Linked DNA regions of Zea mays: regions 1 and 2 are each linked to region 3. Evidence: chromatin contacts called from public Hi-C data. All regions are on one chromosome and are shown on one strand. Each heading gives the region's core, a stretch centred on a gene start, on an enhancer-like site or on the middle of the called end of the contact. The rest is flanking DNA. Distances are from core to core; before and after follow the strand shown.

What was found. Hi-C and Micro-C count contacts between places; a contact is called where the count stands out from the background.
Region 1: a Hi-C map of ear shows a contact between it and region 3, with 2.3 times the contacts expected there. The contact joins the enhancer-like site here to the promoter of LOC100285485 in region 3. A contact is called at or near these places in 4 of 25 Hi-C or Micro-C datasets (ear, endosperm, leaf and 1 more).
Region 2: a Hi-C map of ear shows a contact between it and region 3, with 2.0 times the contacts expected there. The contact joins the promoter of LOC103628520 here to the promoter of LOC100285485 in region 3. A contact is called at or near these places in 2 of 25 Hi-C or Micro-C datasets (ear and tassel).

The regions. Positions count from the first base shown.
Region 1 is chr5:146,085,217-146,089,224 of Zm-B73-REFERENCE-NAM-5.0, reverse strand. No RefSeq gene overlaps it. Among protein-coding and RNA genes, the nearest start is that of LOC111589423, 19 kb to the left of the region's middle. Within about 2 kb of position 1,849, at least 16 of the 20 cell types and tissues checked have an H3K27ac peak or open chromatin away from gene starts, as enhancers often do. A contact at or near this core is called in ear, leaf and tassel, where this site is marked.
Region 2 is chr5:146,124,626-146,128,663 of Zm-B73-REFERENCE-NAM-5.0, reverse strand. It overlaps LOC103628520 (E3 ubiquitin-protein ligase EL5), which reads left to right and starts at 1,744. Exons shown (of 1, transcript XM_008648706.3): 1 at 1,744-2,759. The coding sequence starts at 2,127. The coding sequence ends at 2,759.
Region 3 is chr5:145,927,568-145,931,711 of Zm-B73-REFERENCE-NAM-5.0, reverse strand. LOC100285485 reads left to right here and starts at 1,443. Exons shown (of 5, transcript NM_001413579.1): 1 at 1,443-1,747; 2 at 3,749-3,847. The coding sequence starts at 1,564.

The DNA of each region.
Region 1 (4,008 bases), core at 600-3,099, 160 kb before region 3:
TAATACTGATGAAATAGATTAGACTCTACTCCTATAGAACATGTTTTAACTTAGTTCTCTCTACACTAAATTAAGAACACCATACCAACTTGGCCATATGCAACTACCTTAAACATCTGACAGTTGCATAACCCCGCTATTTTAACCTAACAACAAAACAGAGATTCTGACTTACATACACCATATAATCCATCCTATTTCCAAAGACTAGCATATCCTAACGCTATTTATCCCACCCTAGTAGATCTATCTAACCTAAACTAGTCTATTCTAGTCATATCCAATCCTATCTAATCTATTATGATCAAACCTACTGTGAGTCACTAAAACATGATTGGCTAATGCTAAGGAAATACATTAGACCCTGCTACTGTAAACAAGTTTGAGATCTTAAATCAACTCGGCCATACCCAACAACTTGACCTACATAACATGTTACATAACTAATCCCATCTAGCATATAGCTACCTACTAAACCCTCTACCCATCTGTTACCTACAGATCTATCTTAACCTCATGTCCCAAACTCGGATGGAGACACCAAAGCTCAGGAAGGAAGAGATCAATCTCATTAAAGAAGAATAGGAATCAAGCTAGACCCCAAAGGAAGCTAGATTATGCCACGACAACACTCATTGCGACCTACCCACTAACCATCTGTCCTTGCCTACAAGCCATCTTAACTATATGTCCCCAACTTGGGTAACGTTTACATGGCTGAAGATCAAAGATGATCGACCTCATCAAATCAAGGAAGGATAAAATCGGATCTTCAAAGGAGTCACGATCCACAATCTTGGATGGAGCCTTCCTTACCGTACCCCTTTTCTTACTCAAACCTATCTATGCTTTAAAGACATCTTTTACCCTACATAATAAAGTGGATATACATATATATACCCATGTTTTCGTAATCACCTGCTAATTTGTATTATAAACTTGAACAAAAAAAGAGTCTTTTGGTATTATAATCCCTTAGAAATTGAAACATAGACTATAAACCAAACTTGTTACACCCTCTTTCTTACAAATCTCGAGGACGAGATTTCTGTTAAGGGGGGTAGGATTTGTAAAGCCCAAAATTGGTATAAGAAAATAATAATAATAAAATGAATAGATATATAAATAAGTGGGTGTTTTGGGATCCATTGATTTCCTTTTTTCTCTTTGCATACCCAAATAATGGCATTAAATTATGCAAATAACAAATAAATAAATAAAGAAATGTGTATCTCATGCTGATATTATTTTGAGGCACCTCGTTTGAATAAAGGAATCATAACTTAAATTGACCTTAAAGTATAAAGAAAATATAAAATAGAAAGTGAGAAAGGAAAATGGTAATAATCATCCATTACTCCTAGAATTAAAAACATTGAGAAGAATAAATAATACCATTGAAAATAGTAGGATCTATAGGATTATGTTGAGATTGAAAATCTGAAATTTAAAACAAAAAGTGGAAACGAATTTGAATTTGAAATAGAAACCTGAAAAGTTGAAAGAAATTGCAATAAAAAGGAAAAAGAATGTATATATTATAAAGAAAAATGTAAATAAATAAAAATAATTCCTCGTGCTGGTACTTTTAAATTGTGCACTAAATCTGTGAAAGGAGCTCACAAACAAATTTTGAAATCAAATTCAAATCTGAAATTCAAAAAGAAAATAAAAAAAGAAAGAGAAGTAATACAGGCACACCTCGGCCGATTTTCCCTTCCCCGACCCACCTCCATTGTTTCCTCCGCGCGGCCCAACCGGGGAGAAAATTTGCACGCAGACCGGTGGGCCCACTCCCTCTACCGCTCTCTTGCTCTCTGACTGATGGTCCCCGGATCGCCAACCTCTCCCTCCCTCGTGTGTGCCATCACTGCTTGTGGGCCGCTCTGGTCAGCTGCGTCTTCAACTGAAGACCGATCCGACTGGGCAGATTTTGTTAAGGATCGCGCATGGCTTGCGGCCATTGTAAACCCTTCCCTTATTCCCCGTCGAGCTCCTACGGATTCGGCCATTCCAGCTCGACCCAAATCCACATACCCCTCCTCCGATTCTTCTAGCTCTGGCCATTGCGAATCCATGCCGAATTCTCCAGGTTGTTGCAACAACCGAAGTCTTCGCCGATTGCTGAAATCCACGCGACGGGCACCTAGTTCCCAGATCGTAAAGCCGGGCACGGTCGCCTTGGGCCTTCGTCACACATCCACTGCTCGCGCGGTGGGGGAATTGAGCGCTGTGTGAGCATTGCATTGGGGAAGGAGTAGTGTCTAGGCCACGGCTTTGGCGCTGTCGTCGTCCAAATCTCGATTGGGAGTGTAACACCCCAGGTGTTACCCAGGCCCTGGCTTAAAATGTGCATCTATGGCCTATTGTCACATGTGTTTAAATGGAAAGAGAGGACACCCAAAGCTTTAGAACCATGGCTAAACTAAGTGATGATCATGATGGGAGGGATACCCTAGCCTTCATGTATCTTCACCTATGAAAAAGGTTCTAAAACCCTAATTTCCCCTCTTAGGCCATTAAACCCCCCAAACATTGGATTAAAGGGAAAACTATGCAAATGGCCAATTCATGGATTGAACCCTTTACCAAAGTTGAAGACATTAATATACCTACAAAATATAGTAAGAGAGGTATTACAAAAATGTCCTACAAAAACCCCAAAATTAAGCCCCAAGTGGAGAGCACCCTAGAGCAAGCCATTTTTCTCTAAGTCAAAAATCAGCCTTAGTCTAAAGATCAGAAGAGTTCACCCTTTTGCTGGCGCCAAAACCACTTGGTCCAAATAACAAAAAGTAGCCAAACTACCCAAGGCACACCCCTGAAAAATTTGAAACCAATCCAGGGTCGTTTTACACGGTTTGACATCTTTTTGTCGTGGGGTGAACAGTGCAGACAGACAAGACTTGGCGCCACCATATCTTCCAAGCTAGACCCGATCTCCCCTTGGAACTCACATGAACTAGATAGCTCTAGGTGCAGGGAAGAAATCTTGAACAAGTCATATGGCAAGATTCGCACGTTTGGGTGCTCAGCAGGCGCAAGAACTCGGTCAGATTAACACGGCCACGTGTTCGACGCGTCCTGGCAACGCCAGAGCACGCCCCAGCGCTCGGCCCCACGTCGCGCCGCGTCAACCCCGTGCCCATGACCGCGCTCACGGCTATAAAGCCAACCCCGGCCTTGACCGTACACCCCCGCGCGCTCCCAACCCTGCCCAAGCACGAGTTCACCGGCGTTTGCCCAAAGAACGGCGTGCCCGCGGCCGCACGAGCCCCAACCACCATAGACCGGCCACTCTAGCCCTTCTCCACCCCGTCTGACCCTTTGGCTAGCTTCCCCGGAGCTCAGTGAAGCTCCCCGAGCCGCAGACTGAACACCACCTCACCGGAGACGCCGGATTGACGTTGTCGGACTTCAACCGGCCGCCGTCGCACGTAGACCGAGCTACACGGTAAGCCATTCGCCGATTCCTTGTGCCTATGGCATCCTTGACCTCCAGTGAAGCTCTCCGTGCCATTTAATTGAATTATACTGCCGTGAACAGGCCGGAGCACACGCCGCCGATGAGCCCGACCGCCTGCGCGCGTGGTTAGCCCTATTCCGGCCATCACCGCCGGTGATCCGCCCCTCAACGTGACCGCCAGGACCTCCCGGACCTCACCCAGTCCTCCACCGGACCTCTCCCGCCGCCGGTAAGCCGCGCCAGCCTTTTTCCTCTATGCGGCTACTGTTCCGGCGAGGAGGGAGCTCGGGTTGAGAGAGAGAAAAGCCAGGGGGTATTCGTGATGTCAGTGACTCAGTGAAACAGTTCCGCAGGGGCACATTGAAATACATTCACCAATTTGTGGAGAAATCACCCTATACCTACCAAACCAGGGTTGTACCCATTCTTGTGCACTCACCAGGGTAGAATCACTGGTGGGAAGGATTCCAGTAGTCTGTGAGTACCCCGATGTCTTCCCAGACGAATTGCCAGGGATGCCACCCGACAGGGATATAGAGTTT
Region 2 (4,038 bases), core at 495-2,994, 200 kb before region 3:
TGATATCTCTTCCGCGGGAGTGCCAGTATCTTAGGGGTGATTGGTTCCGTGCGGCGGATGCGCCCGGCTCACGCCCGCCTGGCTTGGTAGAGATCCTCGCCTCGTCCCGTCTCCGTGCATGCAGGCAAATGGTGGAAAAGGTGCCTTGGTTGCACATTGACGTGCAGGCCGCGCTGGTGCAGTACAGGTAACCAATCACTCGCCTAGGCACGGTCAACGTGCGTGGTGGTCCTAGTTACTGTTGGCTAGCCAGCCAATCACGCAGTTAGTGATTGTTTCCGCCATTGAAGACGCCGACGGCGAGACAAAAGCAAGCATCTCCTGCACGTCCTATGGCTCATTCCCTAGGAACTTACACGAGCGTGACGCATGATCTAGTTCTTGCTGGAGGCGAGCATGACGTAGAAGCTGGTTCTCACTTGGGGCGACCTTCATGCCCATTCACCCTGTTCACTCTCGAATCGGCGGTATTTACTTCTAATAGTTTTCTAGAACTATAGGCTATCCTCACAAACCAATAAAAGTTTTTTTATGCGTACTTTGTCCTCACTCATACGTACCCAAGAAGACTTCTCGGTCTACACCTATCCCAAGATTGCGCTAGGCCAAACATGTTTAATCCAGAGGTTCTTTCGAGACATGCTTCAAAAAAACCTTGTTATGAGCACTGTATTAATTATATTAAGCCTTGGTCTAGGATATCACCATCCACTGAGGTCAGGATATCATAAATTCACAATCCACCCCATTAGAAGATCGACGTCCTCATCGGTCCATCCAAGCCAAAAACCTCCCCATTGCCCACGTCTGTGTCCAGTGTCGTCATATGCCATGACATGTGACCACTCCGGGCCAACTTGCCCCATGCGCCATATGCCCGAACCCCTAGTCCACACACGCCCGTGAAACCGTGAGGGTCAGCGTTAATACCATTTGTAACACCTTATCCACTCTCGGACCAGCGATACTTACTCCTGGCAGCCCTCTAGGACCATATATCATCCCTATAGACCAACACGAGTATTTTGTGCGTAGTTTGTTCTCACTCATACGTATCCGAGAAGACTTTTCGGTCGGTTATCTATCTCAAGATTGATCTGGGCCAAACACGCTTAACCCAGAGGTTCTTTGTCCGAAAAAAGATGCACCTTTTGTTACGAGTACTCTTTTAATTATATTAAGCTTTAAATCAGGATATCATTATCCACTCGAGCCAAGATATCATAAGGGATGTGCGCGGACATACAGAAAAAGAGGATTGGGAGAAGAGAGTTCGGCGAAAACATTCGCAGCAAGGCCTATGTTTTACGTGCGCGGTATGGGGAGATAGAGCAGGGAGCTGTTGGGTGGCCGTTTTTGCTTTTTTCTCAAAAATAGAATTTAGGATTAGGTGTTTTAGGATATGTTGGAGATGCTCTAACTAACGAACATACGCCTTCCATCAGGCCTCTTGAGTGGTTAACCCAGTCCGGCCCAAATACACGCAGGCTTTTGTGGCACTGTGCCGAGGAGGCCTGCTTCCTGTTGCCCCTTCGAGGCCGTCACACCGTAGCCAGATCACGCACAGTCGCACAGTCCAGGCGCTGTCAAACTGAGAAATGCGATTTTGATGCAATAAACACATTGCGATATCTACTTGACCATTTAAAAAAAAAATCGAAACAAGTGAGAACAAGATACTAGATACATACACAATTCCAAAGAAGATACATACACAATTCCAAAGAAGATACACATGCATACGTAAATACATACGCAAACTAGAACAACAAACGCAACAAAAGAACGAGCAGTTGCAAATGCTCACATCGTTTCCATCTCCACAGCTAAGCTGAAGCACTCGCAAAGTCCGCATCTAGCAATGACGGACAATGAGATGTGCTATGTCCAAGCACTTCAATTATTTACTGCCAACGAACGCCGCCCTTGATTGGATTCCCGTAAAATCGTCCGCTGCAAAGCTACCAAGGGATCTCTAGCTGCCTGCACGAGCTAGCAGCTAGCGACCGTAACAACAGTAAGACACATTATCGCCGCCACGTCAACCTCCATACGGGCTTCTTATTCTTATATATGTACAATATATATAGAGAGAAATCTCGACAGGATTCGGCGTACGGCCGGGCATGTCTGCGGACGAGCCTGACACCAGCTGCTACCGGTGGAGCCGCGACTTCGTCGTCGCGCACGCTATCTTCGCCAGCGGCTTAGTCACGGCTCCGGTGGCCGTCCTCCTCCTCGTCAACCGCCCACACTCAGGCCGTGCCATCTTCTTCGCCGCGTTCGCGGCATTGTGCACCGCCGTCAGCCTCGTCCTCTGCCTCCACTTCTACGCCGAGCTCAGGAGTCCGCCCTGGCCGCGCTGGCTCTCCGCGTCGTCGACGAGCGGCCCGCGGCAGGATGAGGAGGCATCAAGATCATATGTCGCCGGGGAAGGAACGACGACGCTGGCCATGTCGACGCACGCCCTCCGCCACCCGGAGCAGCTCGCGATTCACCGCGCGGAGGTGCATGCCGCCGTCCTCGCAGCGGGGCGCTTCTTCCCGAGCTACGACTCCGTGGGCGATAATGGCGTGGCGGCCGAGGACTGCGCGGTGTGCCTGGGAGAGGTGGAGACGGGAGAGTCGCTGCGGCAGCTGCCGGCGTGCCAGCACGTGTTCCACAGAGAGTGCATCGATCCGTGGCTACGAGCGCACGCCACTTGCCCGCTCTGCCGTTCCGGCGTTCTCCCACCGCACGTGTGTCACACCCGGTTTTAAAAGGCAAACCGAATGCGAACCATATACGTGTCAGGATCAGTTATTCACGTACACAGCAGTTACATAATATAGACATCATCACACAGTGCTCAAAATAGTATTACGAAGGGAAATAGTTGATTACATCATACGTTTGAGACGTCCATATAGTTCTTACAATAAATCAAAGTGCGGAAAAGAAACGTAGATAACCGCGGCCTTCACAGGCAGCCGACTGGGGGTTGCCGCTAACCCACACCTAAAACTCGTCGTAATCTTGGAACTCCTGGAAGTCTCCTTCCACAGCTTCATCTTCGCCTGAGCAGTGGTTGCAATGCTGACAACCTGGGGATGGGGGAGTTTGGTGTGTAGAGCAAGGGTGAGTACACATCAACATACTCAGCAAGTATCCTGTTTGGCTGTAGTGGACTAGCTTTATGTGGGGATAAGTCAAGCAGTTGCTTTTAGTTGGTCAGATTATTACTTACTAGTAGAAAGCCAAGTTTTAGCATTAACCCAAGTTATTAACCCGATGTACCCTTTCCAAACGGAAAGAATACCACTTACCAGCACCATAGTCATAACCAGAATCATCGATCTCATAACCACCTGTACCAAAGTATCTCTGATCAAGTACCACTAATCATTGGAGCTCCCTTGGCCGCTCATAACCATGAGCACGGCTGATATATCAGTTTTTCAAACACTCTGCAGAGGTTGTGCACTTTACCCACAAGCCGTGATTCCCATTCTGCCCGGAGAGAGCTACTCCCCATTGACCACTACCTAGGTGGCCTAGCAGGGCATCACTACGTAGCCTTTACAAAGATTCCTCGGGGCTGTAGCCACCCGTTAGGTTTCCTAAATGCACCGCACTCCTCCCCAAGGGGCGAACCCAAACTTGGCAGAGCGAGCCGCATACACCGAGCCTCATTGACGGCACGACGGCTAAGTGAACTACACCCCGGATCCTCTAATTATTCAGCTAAGGGCACCCCATTCTACCCTCATGGTTGCACTGTTTTCCCGGGCGGTCATCCATAGAACAGGTCCTTACGGAGAGGCACTCGAGAAACCGCTCGAGCCCCCTTGATGACCACAAGTACAACATCATAATAAGAGAAGGGAAAACAGCGTATCATAGATAATCTCATCATGTTCATTGATTAGAGTTAAGCAATAGCATAAAGCTAAACAGTAATAATCCAACCCAAATAGGTGAACAAGGACATGGATAACAAAAGCTAGTCAATCCTTAGGCATAAATGTGTAAAGCGGGAGGTGAATTAAATAATGAATA
Region 3 (4,144 bases), core at 194-2,693:
AGTTAAATGATGTAAGTGGTATGTTTTAATTTCGTGAGAACTTTTATATTAGTGCATTCACCTCTTGTTTTAGGCATACTGATCCTTTTAAATGGGCCATTACCCGATTATCAGGGGATGCTGTAAATTCTTTTAGGCCTCGTTTGTATCCTTTATAATGGAATTCAATTCTAATAATCACAATTTAGACATAGACCAATTAAGCTATTATATTTGTATACTCAATATATTTATATGCTAGTGTTGGCTATATGGAGGGATATTTATACGCTATATTTTTACTATTAGGGAGTGAGCCGGAGAGTTCGTGATAAGTTACAGAGTAGAAATATGGGCTTGTAATACATAAAATCAATTTTCACCCCTAATCCTAAGAATTTGGGATTATATCTAAACTTTGGAAAGTGGTGGAATATCAAATTTCAACCAAATAATCCACTTTGTTAAGTGATTTCTAATTCCTTCAAATTTAATGGATCCAAACGGCCCTTTAATAGAAAATATGGTACAACACGTTTGAGAAAAAAAATTAACTAAGGAACATATGAAAGTATTAGTTCATTTCTTACCATTATTCATTTTGAATAAGATAAATAAGTAATAAGAACAATAAATCCATTGCTATTTTATGCTATGTTTTCTCGATATGACAAATTTATAGTAACATCATACCTCAATAACAAGACTAATGTATCATTGACGACATTTAGGTAACATGTGCAAATGAAAAAAAATACTATATTAGAAACACAATCCATATATATCTTCCTCATTTTGACTTCTTTGAGCGTGAAACTTTTACTATAGTGTTCCACTAACTTAATGTGTTTTTAAATAAATTATTTGAAAAGAACTTCCTATAAAAATATAACAACACGTCCATATGAACTTTTCTGAGTTTGAAACTTTTAGCATTAGGGTATGTTTGGATCCATGGTACCAAAGTTTAGCACTACATTTTTAGCACTTATAGATTCAAATATGAGTGCTAAAGTGAAGTGCTAAAATTTAGCACTCAATATCAATTTAGCTTCCTTAAAGTGTGCTAAACATTAATACTTCGCTAAAGTTTAGTATATGGGATTCAAATAGGCCATAACAATATATTAGTGATGTGGTCATACTTTGAATTTATCTTAAGTTTTGGATGAATATAAAAGCATGACTAAAATAGCTATGTTCATACTAGTCGTTTCACATGTACTGGTATTTTTATTGTTTAGATCTGTGTATCATAAGTCTACAAAATTTAGGTTTGCTATTTTTAGGTTTTGATTTGATTTTATATGAATTTCACAAGATTCCACTTTGAACTTGAAAAAGTAAATTCTAACTAAAAGAAAAGGGCTCGAATGGGCTCGGCCCAGCCCACTGGCACCAATTCGGCTCAGGCGTTACAGCACAGCCTGCGGGGTTTGGCCGTTTGACACAGGCTCACAATCACAGCTCTCGTCACGACAGATAAGGCCATGTGCATCCTTCGCCACTCACCAGCGCTCTCCAGTCCACTTCACTTCATCCCTGATCGGCGATCGCGTCGAGCGAGCAGCGCTATAACGCACGATGAACTTGGCGTCCGTCGTTCCCTGCGCGCAGGCATTCCTCGCGTTAATGACTCCCGCCGCTGGCTCCCACCGTCGGGTCCACACGCATGCGGCGGCCTCCAAGAGCGGATTGGCCTGCCGCGTCGCGCGCAGCGGGGGCACCCGGTGGCTGCCGGTCTCCTGTGCAGCCGGGGGCGGTGCAGGTTAGGGTCCGTGTGACTTGTCTATTTATGTTTGCTGCAAGTTTTGGTTCCCAATTTTCCTTCCAGTTCGAACTTGAGGTAGAAAAATTAGATTCGAGTAGTTGGTGATGCAGCATGGGAGGAATTTGCTTGGTGAGGGGCTTGGAGTACTCTTGGGGGAGATAGGCGTTCGCTTCATGCTTATCCAACAGAGTGAGTCATCAAATCAGATCTAAGTTCTTGAATAAACTGGTGCAATTTCCAGTGGTCTCAATTCTTTCATCTACGATGAGCACTAATAGTTGAGAAAGAACATGCCAATTCATATCCCGGTTCATACCTGCTCCCGATATCTATTATCGAGGATACTTGCTCTTTTACACGACGGGTAACAGCAGTTCTCATCCTCTCTTATGGATTCTACTTGCTTCTGTTCCATGTTTAGCATCGCTGGCCCGAGTGTTATTCCTGTTGTCCAAAATCTTTGAGCCTTACTGCTACAGGGTGTGCTGAACTTTGATTCTATCCATCATAATCAAAAAGGGGAAAAGGTGATGTCTGCACTTTCTAGTTTCTGGAAAAGAACTCTTTATGCTGTCCTTTATTATGAAATAAGTGTAGGTTGAAACTCATATATTTAGTTTTTTGCCACTAAGATTAACTGTGTGGGAAGTTATTATTTGGAATATTTAAATTCATGGGAAATTAAAATAAACAAATAAAACTTATTTACTCACTAGGAAAATCATTTTTAGGGTGTTACATCAGTAGATCCATACAGAACAATCCGGTAAGGAGAAGCAGCAATACTGGGTGCAGTTGCATTAGGGTTTGTTGAACAAAGGTTTCCAGTAGTAGTTTGCAATCCCCAGGCAGAAAATATGGTGGAATAGCAACTGATCTGCAACTAGCTTATCAGCCACTATTGGGAATCCCACCGGCGAACCTGCAGGTTGTCACTGGGGAGAGAGCACCTGCAGCGCTCTATGTGTAGCCAAAGAATGTAAGGATGCAGCTTGGTCCACAGTAGTAAAACCAAACTTTGTTGGCACTAAAAAACAAGTGGATTGAGCAGCTTGAAAAGGAGAATTATTCAGCTTCCTCTATTGTGCTGAACTGACTTCTGAAGCACTATTTTTTGCTGCAAGTGCAGTTATAAGGAAAGGTGTTACTGCTATGCATTGGTGCTGGACCTCATGATGAAGCATTGTGCTCATTCTGTTTAGGTTCTGAACTTTTGTGTTTCTTTCACAGGCAGTGAAGACCATTATTGTCAGTCTTGTCTTGTGCCCCATTGCTATAATCATCTTTTTCATTGGGATCAATCTCAATAGGTGGGATGGCTTGTATAAATTCGTCAACCTCTAAAGTGAAAGTTATGTCATAACCCACCTTGATCAGTGGTACACGGGAATTGTTCCATATTCAACACTGTGCATGTCAACATCTTGGGCTGCACCAACCACAATTCCCACTACCCAAAAAGCTAGGTGCTGGCGCCAAGCAAAGAGCTTGCCTGAAATATGGATCTGGATGACCAAGTGCAATAGAAATAGTTTTAGGGTGGAGAAATGATTGGGACTGATACCTGATCTATATTTTTCCCTTTTGTGTGCACACATCTTAGCTAGCAATGCATGTATTTTATATAACTTCTGTTGCTCCTTAATATCAGGTTGGTCGTACCACAGTCAAATCTACAGAAGACCTGATTCTTGGCGTTCCCTTGATAACTGTCAATCTGTTGGACTTGTACTTAAGTCTCATGTATACACAATTATACATATGAATATGTTGTAAGTTGTGATTAGTCGATTAGGAGTCTTACATTGAAAATTTTACATCCAGTCATCTAGCTGCAAAGCTTGCTATCTTAGCTTTTGAAGCTTTAGAAAAAAGATTGTTAGATAAACTGTCTGTCCCAAGTTCGCTTGTCATGATATATTTTTTTCTTCAAATGTGTTTGAGTTTTTTCTCTAGAATATTTACTATTACAATGACTCAACCCATCTTTCTCTGTAGTTGGTGACACTTTTGTTACTGAGGACACTACAAATGTGATGTTTCCTCGGGAAGTAACAGTTCCAGGCTATACACACCCATTGGTTGCAGTTGGCACAGGTATTTTTCACTGTCATGTCACTGTCAAACTAAATTCCATATTGTTCTGTCACCATTTTTTCGTACTGGCTTTTGTGGTTGAGTTGGTCTGTGATAACAGAGGGTTTAAGTTCAGGGTGGAAACGAGCCGAGCAGTACGTAATGGAAAATAGCATCTTCTAGCTGTAGGCTGTAGCATTTGAACGATTCAATGAGATAATAAGCCATCCAGCATGATCCAAGCACCATCACCAGTCCAGACTCCAAGTCCATAGTGCAACATAAAACAAAACAGAACAACATATGACTTGAACAAAA